Regions from separate parts of the Sus scrofa genome. Here region 1 is linked to region 2. The links are chromatin contacts, called in public HiChIP or PLAC-seq maps. All regions are on one chromosome and are shown on one strand. The core of a region is the stretch at or near the end of the contact, and the rest is flanking DNA. Distances in the headings are between cores, read along the strand shown. Region 1 holds the start of RBSN (rabenosyn-5). Region 2 holds the start of TMCC1 (transmembrane and coiled-coil domain family 1).

Region 1 (4,882 bases), core at 2,053-4,552, 180 kb after region 2:
TCTTTGCCACTATCATACTTAAAAATATCAATAGAATGGCTGATTCTTCATAATTTCCAGAGCTGTGGGCCATTTGGCCAGTGCTTTTTTTTTTTTTTTTTTTTTTTTTTTTTTTTTTGGCTGTGCCCACAACATATGAAGTTCCTGGACCAGGGATTGAACCCATGCCACAGCAGCAACCCAAGCTACTGCAGTGAAAATGCCAGGTCCTTAACCTGCTGCGCCACAAAAGAACTCCTGGCGATTGCTTTTTTGAACAAATGAAATGGCAAATGTGACATTAGCATTTGTAAATGATAGAACAACAGAAAAAAATCATGATGGATTGATAAAAGGTTTATCCCCTGACCACAGACATTGTCCTGCCTGGGAGCATGGCTTGTTCTGGGACTCCTGTGGTCCCAGACAAGCAATAACGTGTTTTCACTCCCAGCCCTGGCTACCAGGACCCAAGGCAGAGGCCAGTGACAGAGGCAGATTTGGGTCTGTTGCTTTGTTTATGACAGGTTGGCAAGTCTCTTCCTTGTCTGTGTCAGTTCACAGGGCAGGGTTCCTGACCATGCCTCCCAACCCTGTAAAGTGAAAAGAGCTTTGGGACCTATTTTAGCTGTACAGGTGGGGAAACTGAGGCCAATCCAGGGGACAGGACCTGTTCAAAGTCACAGAGTAAGGTGCAGCTTGGATAGACCCCACGTCTCTAAACACCTAGCTCACCGCCCTTTTGCTGGCATTTATTCTCCAAAAACTCAGTGCTCTCCATGCCAGAAGCCTCAAGTCCCTAAACAGAAGTTCATGGAAGCCCAACACTAGCTGCAGAATCAGTGCTCCAGTTCAGAGAAGCAGAGGTGCAGCCAGTGTTAGGGACACACACACCACCCAGTGCACTCCCCCCAGCCCATGTAACCTCACCCAGTCTTGACAATCCTATAAGGTGGAAACTATTTTTATCTCCATTTTACAGACTGTGATAATAGGAGTCAAAGCAATCAAGTACCACTACTGGAACATGAATTGAGGCTACCTTCTGACCCCAAAGCTCAGGATCTTCCCATTATTCTGTGTAGCTCTTCTTCTGGTGTCCCAGCCATTGCTGAAGGCCAGCGCTAGTGCAGGGCACAAAGCAAACAGCTCCCAAGGGCTGGGATGAGGTTTTTTCCCTAGATACTCCATGGTACCCAGCACAGTGCAGGGCATGGTGTAGGGGCTAACTGAGCATCCTTTTTTTTTCTTTTTTCTTTTTAGGGCCACACTCATAGCATATGGAAGTTCCCAGGCTAGGGGTTGAATCAGAGCTGCAGCTGCTGGCCTATACCACAGCCACAGCAGCAACAGATCCAAGCCACATCTGTGACCTATGCCATTGCTTGCAACGATGCTGGAAGCTTATCTCACTGAGCGAGGCCAGGGATGGAACCTGCATCTTCATGGATGTTAGTTGCATTTTTAATCTGCTGAGCCGCAATGGGAACTCCATTTTTTTTTTTTTTTTTTTTTTTTTTGTCTTCTGCCTTTTCTAGGGCTGCTCCCACAGCATATGGAGGATCCCAGGCTAGGGGTCGAATCGGAGCTGTAGCCGCCAGCTTACACCACAGTCACAGCAAGGCGGGATCCGAGTTGCGTCTTCGACGTGCACCACAGCTCACGGCAATGCCAGATCCTTAACCCACTTAGCGAGGCCAGGGATCGAACCCGCAACCTTATGGTTCCTAGTCAGATTTGCCAACCACTGAGCCACAATGGGAACTCCGGGAACTCCATTTTTGAGGTATACTGGACATAATGTTATATCAGTTACCATAATGATTCAATCTTTGTATATATTGCAAAATGATCACCACAATAAGTCTAACATCTGTCACCATACATAGTTACAAACTTTTTTTCTCATGTCATGAGAACTTTTAGGATCTACTCTCTCAGGAACTTTGAAATATGCGATATAGTATTATTAACTAGAGTCAACATGCTGTGTATTATATCCCAAGACTAATTTGTCTTATAACTGGAATTTCGTACCTCTTGTCCCCCTTTGCTCATTTCTACCCACCTCCCCAAGCTTCTGCAGTGACAATGTGGAATCCTTAACCCACTGCACCACAAGAGAACTTCAGTATTTGCTTTTTCTGTTTGATTTATTTCACTTAGCCTAATGCCCAAGTCCATCTATGTTGTTGCAAACGGTAGGATTTCATCCTTTTTATGGCTAAATTGTATATATAATTTTATCACATTTTCTTTATCCATTCATTATCTGTTAATGGACACTTTGGCTGTTTCCATATTCTTGGTTACTGTAAGGAATGCTGCAACAGGCAGATGCAGCTATCTTTTGAGTTAGTGTTTTCCTATTTTTCAGATAAACAACAAGAACTGGAATTGGTGGATCATATAGTAGCTTTATTTTTTAATTTTTTGAGGAACCGCCATCCTGTTTTTCATAGTGGCTGCACCAATATGCATTCCTACCAATAGTGCACAACTGTTCATCTCATATCCTCACCAATGCTTCTTTTTGATAATAGCTCCTCTAACAGGTGTGGGGTGTTCTCTCACAGAGGTTTTGACTTCCCTTTGAAAATGCCACAGATTTTCCCTGACCGCAACGTACACACCTGGGATCGATACTCCTTCTCATTCCAGGCCCCACTCTCATGCGGTTCTTTCTATTCCAGATGTTTTCACATCCTCCAGGCTTGAGCGTTCCTTTTCTCTCTAGTGCTTGGGAGCGTTAATTGACTTTAACTTAGAACTGCAGTTGCGGGTGCAAGAGGCATTAAAGACGCCTCACTACCTCATTCATTGTGCACCCCCGTCAAGCGCTAAAGAACTACAGGATTCAGTTTTCTTTTTTTGCTTTTTAGGGCCACACTTGTGGCATATGGAATTTCCCAGGCTAGGGGTCTAATCGGAGCTACAGCTGCAGGCCCACACCACAGCCGCAGCAATGCTGGATCCCAGCCGCCTCTGCGACCTACACCACAGCTCACTGGCAAACGCTGGCGAGCCCAGGGATGGAACCAACCAGCATCTTCATGAATACTAGTCGGATTCGTTTCCGTTGGGGCACAATGGGAACGCCTCAGTTTTCTCATCTGTACAGTGGTGTGCATAGTCAGGGACGGGGTCTAATGCTCGGCACCTAACAACCTGGGGCGTCAAAAACCTCGTAAAATGGCAGAGCCCCCGCCCCCTGCCACTTCTAAGAGCGCCTTCGCTGAAGCCGCAGCTGTCCGTGCCTGGGGAGTCTGCCCACCCCTCGAAGACTCGGCGCTCTTCCGGCGTCTGTCAGCCTGCCTTCCGGTTTGGGCGCCGTCGCAGGCGCGCCTGCCGAGCGCCGAGCAGTCGATGGAGATGGCGGTCGCTCCTGCGTGAGGGGCCGCGGAGGCCCAGAACTCGGGTCTCAGGACTGCGAGCCCGCGGGAACCGGTGGGGTACCGATGGCTGGGCGTGCGTGCGGGGTGGGATGGGGTGCGGCTCCCCTCAGGAGCCGGCCGGGGGGCGTGGGACCCGTGTGCAGTGGTGGGTGGGACGTGCGTGGTGGGCGCTGCAGCTCGCGGGCCGCGTTTCCCTCACGGGCCGACGATGATTGGACCCTGGTTGTGTGGTTGCGCTGGGCTGTGGGATCTGCGGTTGGGCGCCCAGGTGGTTGTGTTTGAGTCTCTGCTTGTGGGAGGTTAAGGTGTTTGAGTTCAGGGTTTGTATGGCGTCCGCGTGAAGGTGTCGTGTGTGCCCTGTGAGGACGAGTCTTTCCCGTCCTGTGTAGTGGTGCGGCGGGTGCGCTTCGTGTTGAGTTACGTAGTGGCTGGCGCGTGGCCCTGTAGGTTTTATTCGTGGTTTTGAGGTGATTTAAGTTGTTAGGGGCTCGCATATGTTGTGGATGTGGGAGCTGGCTCTGTGGTTTGTGGTCGATCCCTTTGGTTTGTGGTGGGTGTCTGGTTATGTGATTGCACGGGTCGTGGCCGTTCATTCATTCACTCACTCATGCGTGGAGCGTTGTTGCCTGCTCGGTGGTTTGTGCGGGGCACTGAGCCCCACCTTGGGGTGTGGTGGTGGGGGTGTGGTGGTGGGGAACGTGGCCCCCGCCCTCCAGACCTGTAGGCTGATAGACTTGTGTACCTGTGATTACAAATTGAGATAAGTGCTGTGAGGAGAGGTGCAGGGCCGCCCCACAGGAGACTGGAGGCAGGGTGGGTGCCTTGGCATGCGGGGGATGGTATGTGCTGGAATTGTGGTTGGTAGGGTCAGGCGTGGGAAGGAAGGGAGCTCAGGTCAACCGCTGTCTAGGGAGGGGCCAGGAGCTGCTGTTTCAGCGACCATCAGGGAAAGGGGCTGAGAGGTGCATGTAGGGCTTTTTAGTTAGAGGAAGAACACAGAGACCTCGTGTTTTGTTTGTTTATTTTCTGGGTCATTGCCAGAAATCAGTTTCTCCTGGGTGGCCCTCTAAGCAGGTCATCCACAGCTCAAAGCTGAGGGACATTCATTCTGCCTCACAATCTCTTGTAATTTGTGGCCTCAGGTTCTTGGGGGGAAGTTTCTTGTTTTTGTGGAATGGTTTTGTCTGGGTTCTCCTGGCTGGAAGTCTTTGTGAAGTGACATTGGAAGTGATAATACTCGAAAATGTAACTTATTAATCCCTGAATTCTTAAAGCATCAAATTCCTTTATTTTTGAAGTAGTGAGAGCATTAGGCTTGCTGGTTCATAAAATCTAGTAAATTTACTTGAGAAAAACTACTCTACAGATGTAAGACACAAAATAGATTTTTCTTTTTGATCACAAAGTTTCTAAGGCTCTTCTTTACGGTTGAGATTTTTCTTTGGTTTGGTTCGGTGTTTTTAGGGGAGATGCTATCTCTTTTTTGACATAGGTGCAAGAGCTCCATA
Region 2 (4,887 bases), core at 2,122-4,621:
CAAAAAATGTATCATTTTTGATAATTTGTGGCTAATAACTTTTACTGTCAATCTATCATATACAGAAGTTCATAGCAGTTTCACTCATAATACCCAGAAAATGGAAATGATTCAAACATCCATCAAGTAATTAATGTATAAACAAATAGATAAACAATGGAATACTACTCAGCAATAAAAACAATGCAACAATATAGCTGAATTTCCAAAGCATTATGCTAAGTGAAGGAAACCAAACACAAAAGACAATACACTGTACAATCCCATTTAATTAAATTCTAGAAAAGGCAAAACAATAATGATAGGAAGTAAATCAGTGCTTGCCAGGACCAAGGTTTGGTTAGAGAAAAGAGGACTGCTTGGAAAAAAAAAAAAAAAAAAAGAACACGCATACCCTTAGAGGTGACTTAGGAAAAGAGCCAATTACCTTTGGGAAGAGGATGATAGTAGAAATGATTTTAAAGAGACAAACCAGTACTCAAAGCAATGACTAAAATCCAAAGATTCTATAGGTCACATGAGAATACATGTGACCTATAAAACCCAAAGACTAAATTAAATACACAAGGTAATTTTCAGACATTGTAAAAGACAGCTTTCCAGCATCCTGATCAGGCTCTGGGTATTGCTTTATTGATTTTTTAAAAAATATTAGAATACTTATGACTATATTCATGTATACACGTGTCTTATTAAGTACATAGAAAAATATACATCTGAGTAATTGAAATAAAATATATTACATCACTGTACACAAGAGTAGATACAATTTATAGTAATGGAGAACAAGCTTGTGGTTGCCAAGGGGGAGAGGAAGGGAGTGGGACAGACTGGGAGTCTGGGGTTAGCAGATGCAAATTATTGAATTTGGAGTGGATAAGCAATGAGATCCTGCTGTATAGTCCAGGGAAATATACCTAGCCACTTGTGATGGAATATGATGGAGGATAATGTGATAAAAAATGCATGGTTGGGTCACTCTGTTGTGCAGCGGAAATTGAGAGAACATTGTTAAATCAACCATAATAAAATTTTTTAAATAATTAAAAAAAAAAAAAGACTACTGCTTGCAGCAAAGGAGCATGAGAAATCATTCTGGGGTGATGGGAATGCTCTATATTATGACTGTTGTTATATGACTATTCATTTTTCAAAACTAATCAAACTGCACACTTAAAATCACTTTATTGACATATATGAAGTACATGTCAATAAAGTTGACAAAGAATATTAACAAAATATATGAAAAAAAATGTTCTCCCTTGCCTCCGTCTCTATAAAGTTTTCCAAAACAATATGAATGCACACAACATGCTTTACTTATACTTTTTCTTTTTCTTTGTTTTTCCTTTATGGCCACACACAAGGCATGTGGAAGGTCCCAGGCCAGAGACTCAATCCAAGACACAGCTGTGGCAACCCAGAGTCTTTAACCCACTGCACCAGGCCAGGGATCAAACCCATGCCTCTGCAGCCACCCAAGCTCCTGCAGTTGGTTTCTTAACATACTGTGCCATGGCAGAAACTCCTATACTTTTCATAACATACAAGTCTGCAGTCCTAGAATCACCAGTAATAAATCTCTTAATGTTCTCCGGTACAAATTAAGAAAAATTACCTAGCTACATTGCTAGTTTTTATTGCCAACTAGATTGCATAATCATTACAAAATGTCCTTTTTACTTGAAAGATATTATACCATAAATATAAGCTACTTTTCCCCATTTATACTTTTGGTTTTTTTTTGGCCTCACTGTGCAGCAGCCTGATGTGGGATCTCAGCTCCCAGACCAGGGACTGAACTCATGTTGCAGCAGTGAAAGCACCAAGTCCTAACCACTAGACCACCAGGGAACTCCCTCATTTATATTTTTAATTTTAATAAGAGGGAATCATTATTCTGATGATTCTGTTATTCTGGTGGATCTGTTTTGCTGACATCTTTAATTTTTAGAGTGATTTACTGTCCACTATCTGTTTGTTTTTAGTGTCACACTTAGGGAGGAGAAATTTAAAGGTATTTAAAATATCCTGTAAAATGAACTTACCAGTGCCAGAATCAGACACAGAATGAAAGCGACTATCATAAAAGTCTCAAGGAATACATACAAACCAAGCCAAAAGATACCAAGATGGTAACTAAGGAGCAGGCTTGGCCCACAAATGTATTCTGTTTGGTTTGCATAATATATTAAAAATAAAGTGATTATTCATCTAATTTAGTTTCTGTTGAAAACTGAGAAGCCATGGCAAGACTTGGGCTTACCATCCTAAATTACAACAATCAGCTAAAGCTAAGAAGACATGCCCCCCACTACAAAGGGTACATACTCTTTCTTTAGTCTGTCCAAGCCCTTAGACACTTGAATTCACTCACTGTCACTACCTGCCTGGTTACATGCATTTGAGTTTTCAAACCCCAGTTTGAAATAGTTTGAAGTTTGAGAAGTGAACTAACCATAACTGAGAAGTGAAGTTAGAGTGACACGAAAGGAGTTTCTCATACATTTTTTATGCCTAGGTCTCCTCTCTAGGCAGACCAAAAAACACTTGTTCATTAAGAGTACATCTTAAGGATGCCTATGTTCCATAGTGGAAGGCAAAATGTATACTAAATGCTGACAATGTGTACAGAAATTAGAAGTAATTTAGTATATTCCCATGCTAAGCACAGAGAAACTAGAACTTCATTATCTTCACTAATGTAAAAAAGCCAGTTCATGTGCAAAACTAAAGCAACAACAACAAAGCATCTTTGTTTCTCTACCAGAAAACTGAGCCTTTTCATTCATGAAGAGCACATGGAGTATATGCAAAGTTTTAGCAAAAGAGTAAAATAAAACATAACAATATATTAGGAAGTAAACAGGAATATAATTATAACATTCATTATCAGCTATAATGATTACTATTCATCCCATTTATTTAATGAAAAGGGAAGCTATCTTTTGCCACAACTTTGAAGTACTTGATGAGATACCTCTTTTTAGTCAAAAAGCAAAGTTTGCAGCGTCCTAAATACAAAGAATAAGTCAAGTGAAAATCTAACAGACTTACCCGCTCTGCAGGTGCCTCATCTCCTGGCAGACACGCAGCAGCAGCAGCAGCACAAGCTATCTCCATCACAGTGGAGCTGGTAGGAGCATCAGTAGTGGATGAAGACCTGGGTCGGCCGGACTGCATAACAGTTGCCATCTCCTGACCAGATTTCCTGTTGATTTGGGGACTTCCCTTTGGGGCCTCTGGCTTGCCCCGCCTACTATGCAAGCTTGTCCCTCTCTTCATCTTGGGTGGCACTCGGATCTGCTGCAGGACACGATTCAAAGCTGTGGGGTGGGTGGGGACACCATCAATCTCAGCACACGCGTTCTGGCCTTCCAGATCTATTTCAGGTTCTGGATCTGCCTGAATTTGCTGTACATCGTGTGGAGACACTGATGACCTCCTGCGCTGGTGCTGGAAGAGATGCTTCAAGCCTTGGCCAATCACATTAATGTTCTCCAAAGCATTGTGGGTCATTTTAGACAACTTTTGTTCTGATTCTGTCTGCTTTCTGGCCTCTGCATCTTGGGATTTGCCTCCAGGATCAGGGTCCTCAAATAACTGTTCACTGCCCGAAGGCTCCATCAGTAGATTTAATATGATTATTTGCAAACTCAAAAAAATTTAAACACACCAAGACTGTCAAATTAGGTAGGCATTGCTTCAACAGTAACTACACATGCAGCTCTGAGACGGAGGCTTCATGCCTATCTAATGTTAAAAAAAAAAAAAAAAAAAAAGGGAACCTATTATAAATCCAAGCAGAAACTCCAGTGTTAAAACAAAGAAAAACATGCCATTAGCCAAACAAAGAAGCACTATCATTTAGCAATCTTTAATCAGAAGATTAAAAGATAGTTTTCTAGATAGTGAGTATGATTATTTTCTAGAATAGGAGAAAAAGCTCAGAAACAAGTACATAGGAAATGAAAATAGCAATGTTAAAAAAAAAATCCCTACAAGTCTCAATATAAAGAATTGAATACTAGAGAAATCTTCTTGGACTCGAAACCATAATAGTTTAAAAAACAGCCTTTACTTAGGAAATCAGAAGAGAACAGAACATTCAATATGTACAATCTAGATGAAGCAATTCATTTCTTTCATTCATAACCACAGTTAATTATCTGTATGCTGAAACTCTGTAAATTCAAAAAATAATAATGAGAAGTGGATATCTCAACCTAACTGTATATGGATTTTAATGGAAAAGAATGTCCAGTTACCTTTCATATTCATCAAGGTCGCTGGCAATTAGAAGTGATAGGTTTGCTCTTTTGAGAAGAAAATGGAAATTAAACTCTTATAAGTTGAATTCTCTGCTAAAGAATAAATCACATTTTGGCACCATATGAGTGAATCATCTAGACAACCTATCTTATGAGAGACTAAAACTTTGCTCAGTACCAGCTAACAAAAGACTTCAGGGGAGCTCCCTCTGTGGCACAGTGGATTAAGAATCTGATTGCAGCTGCTCAGGTTGCTGTGGAGGTACGGGTTCAATCTCCAGCCAGCACTATAGGTTAAAGTATCCAGCACGGCATAGGTTACAACTGCAGCTCAGATTTCATTCCTGGCTCAGAACTTCCATATGCCCATAAAAATTTTTTAAAAGGAAAGGAAAAGAAGGAAGAAGAAGGAAGGACAGAAGGACAAGAGAAAGAAAGGAAAAGAAAAGGAGGAGAGGGAAGGGAGGGAGGAAGGAAGGAACAAAGCAAAAGAAGAGAGAGAAAAACTTCCCTATGGCACAGCAGGTTATGAAAGACCCAGCATTGCCAAAGCTGTGGTACAGGCTGCAACTGTGGCATGGGTTCAGTTCCTTGCCCAGGAACTTCCACATGCCAC

Evidence for each region. HiChIP or PLAC-seq counts read pairs in DNA pulled down with a chosen protein or histone mark.
Region 1: a contact with region 2 is called in an H3K27ac HiChIP or PLAC-seq map of alveolar macrophages. The contact joins the promoter of RBSN here to the promoter of TMCC1 in region 2. A contact is called at or near these places in 1 of 47 Hi-C or Micro-C datasets (epiblast stem cells) and 1 of 2 datasets of contacts at active chromatin or transcription factors (alveolar macrophages).

Annotation. Positions count from the first base shown.
Region 1 is chr13:69,400,693-69,405,574 of Sscrofa11.1, forward strand. It overlaps RBSN (rabenosyn-5), which reads left to right and starts at 3,303. Exons shown (of 12, transcript XM_021069366.1): 1 at 3,303-3,426.
Region 2 is chr13:69,220,435-69,225,321 of Sscrofa11.1, forward strand. It overlaps TMCC1 (transmembrane and coiled-coil domain family 1), which reads right to left and starts at 3,372. Exons shown (of 4, transcript NM_001258443.1): 1 at 3,058-3,372. The coding sequence starts at 3,285.